Linked DNA regions of Ovis aries: region 2 is linked to region 1. A link is a contact called in public Hi-C data. All regions are on one chromosome and are shown on one strand. The core of a region is the stretch at or near the end of the contact, and the rest is flanking DNA. Distances in the headings are between cores, read along the strand shown. Region 1 holds the start of PARP8 (poly(ADP-ribose) polymerase family member 8). Region 2 has its middle 54 kb from the start of EMB.

The links. Hi-C and Micro-C count contacts between places; a contact is called where the count stands out from the background.
Region 2: a contact with region 1 is called in a Hi-C map of liver, with 2.6 times the contacts expected there. The contact joins the enhancer-like site here to the promoter of PARP8 in region 1. A contact is called at or near these places in 2 of 16 Hi-C or Micro-C datasets (liver and skin fibroblasts).

Annotation. Positions count from the first base shown.
Region 1 is chr16:28,663,808-28,670,239 of ARS-UI_Ramb_v3.0, forward strand. PARP8 (poly(ADP-ribose) polymerase family member 8) reads right to left here and starts at 4,054. Exons shown (of 27, transcript XM_042233798.2): 1 at 3,873-4,054; 2 at 2,736-2,837; 3 at 1,736-1,790. The coding sequence starts at 3,903. LOC105602554 (a long non-coding RNA gene) reads left to right here and starts at 2,370. Exons shown (of 4, transcript XR_001021236.5): 1 at 2,370-2,975; 2 at 4,991-5,052.
Region 2 is chr16:28,775,663-28,782,064 of ARS-UI_Ramb_v3.0, forward strand. No RefSeq gene overlaps it. Among named protein-coding and RNA genes, the nearest start is that of EMB, 54 kb to the right of the region's middle. Within about 2 kb of position 4,434, at least 5 of the 54 cell types and tissues checked have an H3K27ac peak or open chromatin away from gene starts, as enhancers often do. A contact at or near this core is called in liver, where this site is marked.

The DNA of each region.
Region 1 (6,432 bases), core at 2,804-5,303:
TCACATCAACAATTCACAACAATCTTTAAAAAGCAAGCTGTTCCACATTACAAATGCAAGTGAACTGTTATTTAAATCAGGAAGCAAGGAAAAAACTGTCCTTTAGGAAGATAACATAGAGAAGGAAACATCTCTTACTTTAAGAGCAGCCATGGTGTTTGTTCCTACACTGAAAACTGATGTTATCGCAATTATCCATCCCAATCTCCAGGCCTTGCTCCTGGAGGCAGTTATAACTTCTCCACCTCTTGCTGTGTTAACACTAGTTCAGTAATTTCCTGATAAAGAATCTTAGTGCAAACAGATCTTAGTGATTAACTGTAAGGTTCATCCCCTTCTTGTACAGATAAGTAAACTGAGGCCAAAACAAGTATCTTACTGTTAATAATAAAGCTAATTAGTTGAAAAGCCTACCCAGGGCTTTCCCAGTCCACACCTCTCATGAGAACCACAATTGTGAAACAGACAACTCAGGTAGGTATCAACCCAGAAGCATGGGGAATGTTTACAGTGGGCCACATAGCATAATTTTAACTATTAAAACAATTCAAGAGATTATTAGTCATACACCAGCATCCTTCGGATAGTAAGTGTAAGAACAGTGTTAATTTACCTGAATCTCTTCTAATGTATTCTTTTTATTCAAAAACAACAGTACTATAGAAAATTTAGAAATACTGTAATTTTAATAAAGTCCATACTACATATGCTATATTTTCAACTAGTAAATCAAATCAATATACCAATCCTGACACTTAAGTACACTGTGTCTATGGGAAATGTGATAACTATTTCAAGGCAAGCTTTTTTGAAATGTACACTGCAACACAAATCCTAAGTATTTTTAAGATTCATATTAATTCCAAGCGTTTTAAAAATGTATTTACAGAAGAAAGCTTCTTTTGCAATTTATATGTTCCTAAATGTTTCCATTAGCTAAAAGATATTTTGGAATATGATCAAAAGCTATTGAATGTCCGGTTCTAACAGCAAAGCTAAATCTCTGACAGTTCTCAGATGTGGCCACTGCTTTTAAACCACTGTGTCCCCAAAGGTCTAACAGGGTGAAAATTCTGCCTTAACAAGTGAAGACAGCAAGGCATATTTTAATGGTTTAATTTCATCTCTAAGCGGTAAACACAAAATTGGATTTGGGCTTTCTTCACATCTCTAACAACTTAGTATTAAAGTATGCATCTCTCATTCTTCCTCCTCAAGAAAAAAGTTTACACATTCCAGCTACATATAACTTCCAAATTCTTTCTAACTATGAAAACCAAAATAGGGCTCCTTAAAGAAAAAAAAAAAAGATGGAGAATTGGCAGACTACATGTTTATGTCAACCTACAAAAAACATAGAAATGTGCAGCCCCAGCTCACCAGAAGAATCACATGTGACCAAACTATTCTGTGACATCTTATGTCTTTTATGCCCAATATGCTGGTTTTGCATTCGCCTGTGTCAATCCCTAAAGGCTCAAGAGCTAGTAGAACATCTTTAGCACGAAGAGTGTGAGAGCTCTGTTGTTGGCCCGTGGCATGATCTTAGAAACACTTGAATCAAACCTATTTATTTCCCCTCTGCTATTTCAAATCGAGAGACCTAGGCTTGGGACGTGGCTACACGACAACAACAAGAGAAGAAGAAAAAAACACCCGAACACGGAACACGCTAAGAACAAAGGAAACACCAGCTTGTGAACAGGAAATGAAGCAACTCTATACACATAAATACCTTTTGGGGCCGCCAACGTAGGTGAAAGTAAAGGTGGAGTCTGAGTATCTGAAATCTGAAACGAAAAGTCTTGTTAAAAGCTACCCCCTGAAGTGGATTTTTAACCCTGGTCCTGACTCGGACTCCTTATTTATTTGATGGAGCCAAGGGGAGGCCTGGTTGGGAGGGAGGCGAAAGCTGGAGAACCCCGAGTTCCCCTCTCCGAGCGGAGCCGGAGGGGATGCTGCGCACCCCGAGCCGGGTGCCGCGCGTGGCCGCCCCCCGCAACAAGTGCCGGGTGCCATGGCAACGGCGGGAATTTACCGGTCCGGGCGGCCGGAAGCGGCCCCCGCCGAGCTCTCGGCTCGGGGAGCAAAATCCTGTCCCCCTCCAGGGGGAGCAAAATGGACGAAAGACGACCCCCAGGCAGAGGCTCGGGGCGCCTTAGGGACCTAGGGCATCTCTTATCTTTCCGGGGCATGACACTGCCAGTCGGAGGTACTAGAGGGAGCCGAAGCGACCGGAGATCGGGCCAACGCTGCCCACTGGGGGGGCCTCGGCGCCGGGCGCAGCCAGCCAGCGCCGCGCAGCGCAGCGGGCTCCATTCCTGGCTGCCGCCGCTCAGCCCATTGCGCAAACCCGGCGGGTCCTATCAGCCGCCTGGGTCGCTGCTGCTGAAACCCCGGAGGCGGGATCGGACGCTCAAGGCGTCCACAGGGGACTAAAAATACCATGCACGGCTCGTTGCCTAGACCCCTGCTCGGGGCCACCAGGGTTCTGTCCCCAAAGCTGGTGACCGCCCCAGACGGGGGGGAGGGGAGGAGAGAGGCTGTTGCCCCCTCCCCCTTTTGGCTCCCGCTCCCGCTGCAGCAGCTGTTGCCAAATGAACCCCAGAATGGGGATGTGCGACCCACCCCCCATCCCCAGCCACACACCTCGCGGCCAGAAAACGGCAAGGGGGTGACGGGCGGGCAGAGGAATCTGGCGCTGGGTCCGAGGCTCTGGAAAGGCGAGAACTCACCTGCAAACAGGCAGTCCTTCTCGGATCTGGACTTCTGGATCACGACGTCGATATCCTTCTGAATTCGCTCTTGCCTTGAACACATCCCCATTAAATAAATCCCTGGAAAAGAAGCAGCCGCTATTTTCCACCCCACCCCACCCCCTCGCACGCTTCCAGCTTTCGTAAATACTCAGTTAAAAATGAAACCTCTGGCCGAGGCAGGGGCTGAAGGCGAAGTGGTTTCGGAAGTGATCCCGGGTGAGAGAGGAGGCGGTGGTGGCGGAGGAGGAGGGGGGGGAGGTCGGCTTTGCATTCCCAGATGTGACCGCCCAGCTGCTGCTCGCCGCTGCTGGATTCCAATTTCTTCCCCTCCTGACAATGGATGGTGATGACACCGACTCTCACTTTCTCCCTCCCCCCGCCAAGACCAACGGCCGTGGGGGGGCCGAGGGTGCTGGAGACGGCCGGAGAGCGATCACCGGCCGCGCGGCAGGCGCCGGCGAGGGGCGAGCCCCGCTCCGCCTCACGCGCGCACACCCCTCGCGGCCCGCACGCCGGCCTTCCACACCCGCGCACACTCGCGCCCGCGGGCGGCGGCGGCCGTGCCGAGGCTGCTGCAGCGCCGCCGGCCGCCGACCCTCCCGCGCCCGCCGCCCAGTCACCCGGTCCCGGCCGCCCGGGCTTCGCTAGTATCCCCGCCGGCAGAGCGCAGGCTGGATTCCCCAGGCCGGTGGCCGCTCGCGCCGGGGGCTGAGTGGGAATGTCGGTAGTGAAGACTCCCTGGGGCTCCCAGCCCGCCCCCCCCCCCCCCCCCGCCCCCCGCCTCGCGCTTCCACCACTTTTATGAATTCGACTCCACTTTCGGAAGGAATTATGAGTCATATGGAAAACCCAAACCCGAGTGGCTGGAAGGGGGGAAGAGGGGCAAAGCGAAATCGTTCAATATGGGAAATAAATAAATAAAACGAACAAATCCTTCCTTGTTGTCACATCAGGCAAGATGGAAAAAGCCTTGAAATGACTCCAGACGTACACCCTCCCGTGCCTACACTGCCAGTCTTTTTTCTCCCAGATAGAAGTAGTTCAGCCCTTCTGGAGCGCCCTTTAGGAAACACATCCCCTTTTGAGAGACTTCTTCCACTTGCAGAGACTCACCCGTTCTGCTCTGCTCGGTCTTTCCGTCCATGAAAAATTGGCAGAATCAACTGGCACGTGCCAGGGTCTCCGTCAAGGATGGATATCTGTTTGGCTTGTTTTAAAATGCCACCCTTTTGCCAGTCAGTCAAGAGAAAGCTGCTACAATCCTGTTGTCTTGCTTAGAACTGAGATAGTGCTCTGAGCCTCACTTTCTGTTCTGCCTAAGGACAACTTGGGCCGAGGTAGCTGCCCTGCCTCTGTACTGCCATGTGCCCTAGGACAGGCTTGTTAATCTTTTCTCCATTGGGACGGCTTCCCTGAGCAGTGCATGTCTCGCCTGGTTCTGCATCCCCAGTGCCTGGTGCAGTGCCTGGAATATAACCGGGAGGCGAAAATGCTTACTGTCTGAATGCATAAATGGGTGGTACCTTCAGCCTCTTTGTGGATACTCCAGCTTCAGTGCGCTTCCTTATCACTATGAGTACCCAAGAGTTGTCAAACTGGCTCAGACCCCTAATCAGTTCAGTTCTGATGCTGACAGTGACTATGTATTCTTTAGGAGAATTAGGAATGGGTGGTCCCTTATGGAGTCTTTAGATTCTAGAGAGAAAAGCATCCAGAGATCATATGCCCCAACTCCTCTGTCTTGCAGAAAGAAAACACAAAATGATTTGTTGTACAGCCTGGAATACATCACATTCGTTGTGAATTATAAGAGGAAACATTCATCTGCATTACTTGGACTACTGCAGTCTTCAATAGTCAAAGCTCATCTCCTGCTCACCCCTCCTGAAATGCTTCTTGACTAGGGCAGGACAGGTTCAAGTCTTTCCTGGGCATGTTGCTTTGTGCAGGCCCCTTGGCTACCAAAAGCACTTTCTTCACTTTCTCCTAACACTGGCTATCATGCACACTTCCTCCTGCCATCCTGTCCTCTAAATTCCCGAAAAACTTAAAATCTATGAGCTCACAAGAATTAATTTTATAGTTGTGTTCCCAAAGTAGTGCCCTTTCCACAAACAAATTTGAAATCGTTTTAAAAGCATGGAATGTTTCGCCCTGGATCACCTCCTGGTTTACTACTCACTCCATAAAATAGGCCTTCTTGTGATTTGCCCTACTTTTTTTTTTTTCAGGCTTTACAGGCTGTCGTGTTTTGGTTAAACGAAGCTAACCTCACTCTGTTCATGCCCTGAAGGTGCAGTATATTTAAATATTTTTAAATTTTAAGAGATAAGGAAAAAATTAGAAACTTTACTATCTGGTATGCATTTCTACAAGGTAAGTTTCTCTAATAAAAACTACCAAGCCATCAGTATTGCTAAGCTAGATCTTTATGACATGGTGCTTTCAAACTCAGCTCACAAGCCAGTGTCCCGCTTACCCCACCTCATCTCAGACTCTTATTATTAAACATTAAACATTTAGATTATTTGTGGTCTTATTAAAAACTATATTCACCTTTGAGATGAGGAGGTTATATCCCTACCTTAAACACTGTGTGCACACAAACACACACACACATGCCTTCAGGAACATGGTAAACAGTAGGCCCTCAATCACTATGCTTTAAAAAGAAATCATTTTTTCACAATGAGAGACAATTTCTGTGATATGCTATAGTAATTGGACATAATAATCTATGTGTTAGATGATAGAGTCTAGCCAAAAATGTTCCATTGGTTTATAAAAATGATCCCAAGCCAACCAATAGAATTTACTAGAAAAAAAAAATGTAAATTCCTCACCTATGCTAAAATATTCAACTGCAGAAGTGTAACATAATGGAAATGTGGCAGCAAGTTCAACGGTGTGATGTAGATATTAACAACTCACACTTATTCAGTACTTAGTAGCCCACCCTGATACTGCTCTAAAAGTTTTACTTATGTTAACATTTAATTCACAATAACCCTATAGGGACGCTATACTGTTATTCTTCATATTTTAGAAAAGAGGAGACTGAGGCACAAAAAGGTTCATTAGCTAAAGTGGGACCTGATGGGCAATGAACCTTTTCCTCTCTCCAAATCTTTCAGCAGTTGAACTGAACTTTTAGGAAAATAAACGTTCAGAAGTCTCACTGCTGAGTAAACTGGCCCCCTAATGGCAGCAGGCCAGGAGTTAGGCCAACAAGAAGTCTTATAATGGATTCTGAGGGAGGCCTGGAGCCTATGGATTCTCAAAATAGCCTCTTCTAGTGGCAGTTATATTTCTCTTTCCTGCAATGAACTTCCTTTCCCAAATGAATCCCAGCCCTCAGTAAAGTCTAAAGTAAAAGCGTGAGCTCTGCTATTCCATGGGGATTAAGAAAAGAGTTTGGGGGCAGGATTGGCAAAGACAACAGTCCCCTTTCCCAAATGATGTTATCAGTAGCAAATACCCATGGGAATGCCCAGCAGACTTGGTCAGCCATGGAAACAGCACTGTGATAACTTGCCTTTATGGTAGAATCAGAGTCAAAAGGGGAGAGGTTGAGTCTGAGGGGTTGCTATGGAAAGAGGTCACCGAGGACCTTAAGCTAGAGTGAGGAAGTGAGATTTTATCTGAGAGAAATGGGAAGCTACTGGAAGGAAGG
Region 2 (6,402 bases), core at 3,184-5,683, 110 kb after region 1:
GAAGCAGATTTCCCATATATGAGAAGAATAACCAATTGGTAAACAGAATATAAATCCCAGAATTTGCTAGAGTATTCCACAGACATGAGAAACGTGAGTTAACTTGGGTGGGAGCCTGTTTTGCACCAACACAGATGCCTGCTGCATGTCAATGATGGTTGTTCGATCAGTACTCAATCACAGGCTCCCTTTTCTCTGTACATTTTCTGTGGAGGAATCACTTAACCTCTAAATGCCTCAGTTTACTCATCTGCACAATGGGAAGAATCTAGTAACTACTTCAGGTCTTTGTAAGGCTTAAGTGTGTTAATGTGCACACAAGTATTTTAAAAATTGACTGGAATTTTGGAGCTATTAACTATTTCTATTATTGCTGTGTAGATAGTTTGCCTTGGTTTTGTCCCTCGTTTCTATTACAAAACATCTGTTCAAAGTTCACTTGGGGAAAGGAACTCCACATATCCACAAATCAATATTATACGTATCATCCATGGTATTATATTCAAAGTGACGTTAATCTTATCTACAATATTGTAAAACTTTTACACAGAGACTAATTGTATGTATTACTTATACAGGATACAATTTTACAATTATTTCTACTCTCTACTTGTAATTTTAGATGAATGCTAAAATACAAGTTTTGTCTTGCCAGGATGTTTATTTCATCTTTTTTTTCCAGATCAATTACAGATATAATCGATATATCCCTTCTCCCACACGGCTGTATTTAACATCTATTCATTTGTCATCCATCCAGTCACTCATTTCTTTAGTCTTCAGTTATGAGTTCTGACCGTCTACCAACACTGATTCTGTTTATTTAGATATGAGTTATAGTTTGATATTCACAACCAGCGGATGGGTGAAAGAAAACAAAAATATGGTGTGTATGCACTGGAAGTATCTCAGCAGGAAATCACTATTTTAGTAAAAATTACAAGACTTCTAAGAAACACAAATGATGATTATCATATATGCCTAAAGAATAGGTAAAGTCCTGATGATAGTACCACCTGAGCAATTTTAAACATAGCTTGAGATGGAGGAAGGAATGTTTCTCACATTTTGATATGTGATCTTTTTAAAGGAAAATAAACTTACATGGAGCCAATCAAATATGAAGCACAAATAGGTTATTATTTCTGTAAAATATTGGGAAAAGGTTTAAAATTTTGTTCTGCGATTCTGTAGGTGGAATAAATGATCCATAGGTAGCTCAACTATGCATAAGGTAAAGGGGAAGAAAATAAAATTTATATTAAGGTTTGTTTGAATTACATTGTTTATTTTTTCTGCTAATAGGAAACAGAAAGATAGCCTGAGGCAGAACTACATTTTTTTGCTGATGGTTTAAAAAATTGAGGCAACATTGCTGATAACATTATATAAGTTTCATGTGTAGAAGATTATATTCCGACTTCTGTACACATTACAGCGAGCTCACCAGCAATGGTTTAGTTTTCATTCGTCACAAAGTTTAGTTTCCATTCGTCACCATACACTTGATCCCTTAAGTCATTTTGCTCTCCCCCCTGCCTACCTTCCCCTCTAATTACTATTAATCCTGAACTTTATTTTTTTTTTTGGGGGAGATTATATATATCTTTACTTATATCTTTTTTTTTTTGAACTTTATTTTTGTAAGAAAGTATTTAACTCAGCCTGCTAAAATGTTCTTTCCTTTTCCCCTTGCTTTCTCTTTTTACAGGAAATAAAAACATCACGCTTTAAGAGAGAATCTCTATTTCTGTGTTCTGGTGGAAATTATGTAAGGTTTGGCATTTTGGCCAGTTTCATTTTGAAGTATCTTGAGTCTATAGAAGTCTCATGATAGATTTCCATGCTGCTTTAAAAAAAAAAAATTTCCCCTCGACTGAGTTAGAGAATCTTTATTAACATGCAAGGCCCTTGGCCCCACACTTCCCAATAGTCAAGTTATCTCTCACACTCACCCAGCTTGTTTGTCCTTCCCCACTGCCATTTCAGATGTGCTCCCTCCTGCAGGACAGATCTAGATGAAGCTTTATTACGTACATTCCCTCTTAAACACCCCTGATACCCATCATGCCTACTCTCATTCACCCTAGTAACTGTACCATTGATTTAGATAAACCCAATTTGGACTTATTTCTTCCTCACATGTAGTGAGTTTGGCTAAAACGACAATTGCTAAATTTTTCTGACACTCATAAATCTTTTTCTAAACTCTTAAATAGTAGAAACTATGTCATATTTATTTTGTGTTTTCTTTTCCATTCTTTGAATCTTTATGTAAGATAAAGAACAAGTGTTTTGGGACTTCCCTGGCAGGCCAGTAATTAAGACTTTGCCTTCCAATGCAGGCAGTATGGATTTGATCCCTGGTTGGGCAGCTAAGGTCCCACATGCCTTATAGTAAAAAAAAAAAACCCCAAAATATAAAATAGAAACAATATTGTAACAAATTCAATGAAGACTTTTAAAATGATCCATATAAAAAATCTTTAAAAAGTATTTTGAAAAAATATTTTATTTCTTATTTAAATTCTAAATGAGTAAGTGTCCAAAACCAAACAAAACAGAGTTGGTCAGTATAAACTCTACCTATAAAAGCCAATTTTTCCTCGACTGTTACTCTAAATATGATGACAAAGTCTTTTAAATGACTGGGTTTGCTCTGAGTCTACAAGAACTACGTTTATTTTATTTGCTTGGACAATTTCTTATCCTAAGAGAATATGTATTTGTTCTGTATCAAACCAGAAAGGAAACAGAGGTCAATTGAATTAAATTCAAAGTTTGCTTTCAATGTGTATCTTAAAAAATAAGAGGAAATTTAATGATTTATTTTGTTCTGATTTTTAAATTCTCAGAATAGCCTTCTCTCTCAATCCTCTCTCGCTAAGGGCATATTTTTCAGTTTTCTATATATGAGCTACACTTTATATATGAGCATTGTCCAAAAGTGTTTGTGAGATATATTTAGCAGTATTATAATGAAGGTCATTATCATGAGAAAAGAGAGACTTTAAAAAAAAAAGTAGTTTAAACATAGAAGTACTTTCAACAATTTTTTTTTTTCAAGTTGTTTGAATCTGTTGGGTGTTCCATGAGATGATTTTAAATTTATGAGAATGAACTTCTTGTGAGAGCTTTTTCCCCTTAAATGTGAGGGGTATCACAAGATGATGTAAGACAAAAATGACATTGAACATTTGTACAGCTTTAAAACTAAGGTGAATTTAAACTTAGAAATAGATAAAATACATCTGTCTAAATTTTTAAGGTGGGGATCTATTTCTCTTATCTCTATGCCTTTACTGTATATCTTTACTGTACATACATAATATATATGTATACTACGTATATATTAATAGATCACACATATGAATTTGTCATTTCTTCCTTTAAAAATGACTGCACCCATGTCAGTATTCCTACATTTCTGTGTTCTGTGGTGACACTTAATTCCTGGATAAGCACAAAGCATTATTGGGCCTCCTGACTTCCAGGTGCCACTCTTCAATGCATCTCATAAACTAAGATCAAATCTTCTAAAACACTGTTTTTATAGTGACATTCCTTGCTCAAGAATCATAAATGGTCCTTGACTGGCACTTCAGTGGGAAAAGAGCACGGATGTAGGAAGCAGATGAGTGCTCCAATGTCTATACAATAATAAGCCTTCTCCACTATAAAAATGAATAATGACAATATATACCTTACAAAGTTGTTAAAAGTGGTTTTGTTTAAAGGATTAAAAAAAGATAAATATCTCAAAGCAGTTTTAAAATTGCAGAGCACTGTACAGATGCACTATGTAAGTTTCAAGCTTCTCGTAAATGGACTACCGCACCCCTACCTTGTCTAACCTTATTTCCCATCACTGATATATAGGCATCCTCTGCTCCAAGGAAACTGAACTCTCTATCCTAATGTGTTGTATCTATGCCTATCTTTACTTCTGCTTCATTCTGTGTGCTCACCTTTCCCCTTTTAGTACTACCTAAATTCCCAGGAAAATTCTTCATCTCATCTTGACCTCCTGCTGTATATACCTAAATGGATTAGGTCTGATTGCATGGATTAGATTTGCAGACAGATGACTGAAACATAGAAGGCAGTCTGTGAACAAACAGTAAGTATGCAGTAAGTAGTTGTAAGTGGGTTGTTATTGTGTCAACCCTCTCTCTCTTTCCTCTGAATGCTATGGAATTATTTGTAAGCTTGAGAAGACAAAGGATGCTAATTAAAGTCATGTATGATGGTTAATTTTATGTGTCAGTTTGTCACCCATGTATTTGGTGAAACATTATTTTGGATATTTTTATGAAGGTGTTTGGATGAGATTTCATATTTGGATCAGTAGACTGAATAGAACAGAAAAGCTGAGTAAGAGGAAACTCTTTCTGCCTGACTGGCTTTGAACTTAGATAATAGTTTTTCCTGCTTTCAGACTTGAACTGAAACACTAGCTCTTCCTGTGTCTCAAGCCTACTGGCCTAAGGACTAGAACTATGCTTTCAGTTTTCTTGAGTCTCTAGCTTGCTTACTCACCCTGCAGATCCTGGGACTTTTCAGTCTCCATGACTGCATGAGCAAATTCCTTATAAGACTACATTGACAGGCATGTGTGCTTAGTTGCTGTGTCATGTCTGACTCTTGGCAACCCCATGGATTGTCTCTCCATGGACAGGCTCCTCTGTCCATGGGATTCCCTAGGCAAGAATACTGGAGTCGGGAGCCATTTCCTTCTCCAGGAGATCTTCCCCACCCAGGACTGAACCTGCATCTCCTGTTGTCTCCTGCATTGGCAGGCAGATTCTTTACCACTAGCGCCACCTGGAGTATATATTATATTAAGTCGCTCCGCTGTGTCTGACTGTGACCTCATGGACGGTAGCCTGCCAGGCTGCTCTGCCCATGGGATTCTCCAGGCAAGAATACTTGGGTTGTCTATCCTTCTCTAGGGGATCTTCCCGACCCAAGTCTCCCACATTGCAGGCTGATTATTTACCGTTTGAGCTACCTCGGAAGCTCGGCACCTGGGAAGCCCATATATTTATATAATACGAAGCTCGGCACCTGGGAAGCCCATATATTTATATAATACAAATCTATTGAGCTTCCCCTGTGGCTCAGCGGTAAAGAATCTGCTTGCCAAAGCAGGAGGCCCAGGGGATGTGAGTTCAATCTCTGGGTTGGGAATATCCCTTGGAGGAGAGCATGGCAACCCACTCCAGTATTCTTGCCTGGAGAATCCCATGGACAGAGGAGCCATAGGGTTGCAAAAAGTTGGACACAACTGAAATGACTTAGCACGCATGCACACATATAAATATATATGAGATATGAGCCCTTTAGGAGGCTGTTGTCAGTGTCTTTTTTTCATATATAAACTGTTTAATCTTAAATCTCCATGCAAACAGAACAAGGTAAAACAAATAAACAACACAAACCAAAGCCAACTGAACAGGAAAGAAAAATCAAATGGTTAAAACCTCTACAATTAAGATATACTCTAGGAAGGATATATATAAAAACTATGTAAAAAAAATTACCAGACAATTAGCTATAAGCATGAGTAACAATATTCTACCTAACTTAAATTTGTGAGAAAGAAATATTTAGGACACTTTTTCATAAAGCCCAAGGAGTAAACATTTAGTTTCATTCACAAAGCCCAGGGAATAAACATTCAGCTATAGTGAGCATATTAAGATAGGAGCCTGTACTGTATGCTAGCCTATTCTCTCTGCAGATACTTTGGGAGTATGCACATAATGTACACATTTAAATTGTTTTTTTAAAGTGAAATATCACACAGTAGAAATCTTAAAATATGATTAATTCCATTCCATTAACTTGAGCAGTTTCATATACATTTCCATCTTGATCCCAAGTGCTGTCTTTCTAGTGACATTTTTGTACTTTGATTGTAATAAAATTTGAAGCAGAGGCTCACTTTTTGAGCAAAACAATAGATTACAGTATTATTATTGCTATTTTGCTTCATCTCTCTATTGCACTGAGCTCTTGATTTTTAGAACTTCCCATGTCCTTTGGACTGTGTTTTGCACTTCAGCTTAGGTCATTGTACTGAACACAGGTTCTGTAGAGCCAGAGCCCTTTTTGATTTTGCTTGCCTTATATTTTCAGCACCTAAAATAGTGTCCGGCCCATTGTAAAAGATCAAAAAATTCTACATATGGATAAATGGCAAAATAGACTGCCAAAAGAATACGCAGGCAGATTTCCACTGGAAGATAGGATTTGAGTAAAATCCTAGCTTATAAAATTTTGCTACAGTACCTAAATTTTACAGGTAATGTTAAGAATAAGATAAAAATAGTTTCTAAATACACCTAAAGCAATATATACATATATTAATTATCAGAAAGAAATTAATGGAATCAGTTA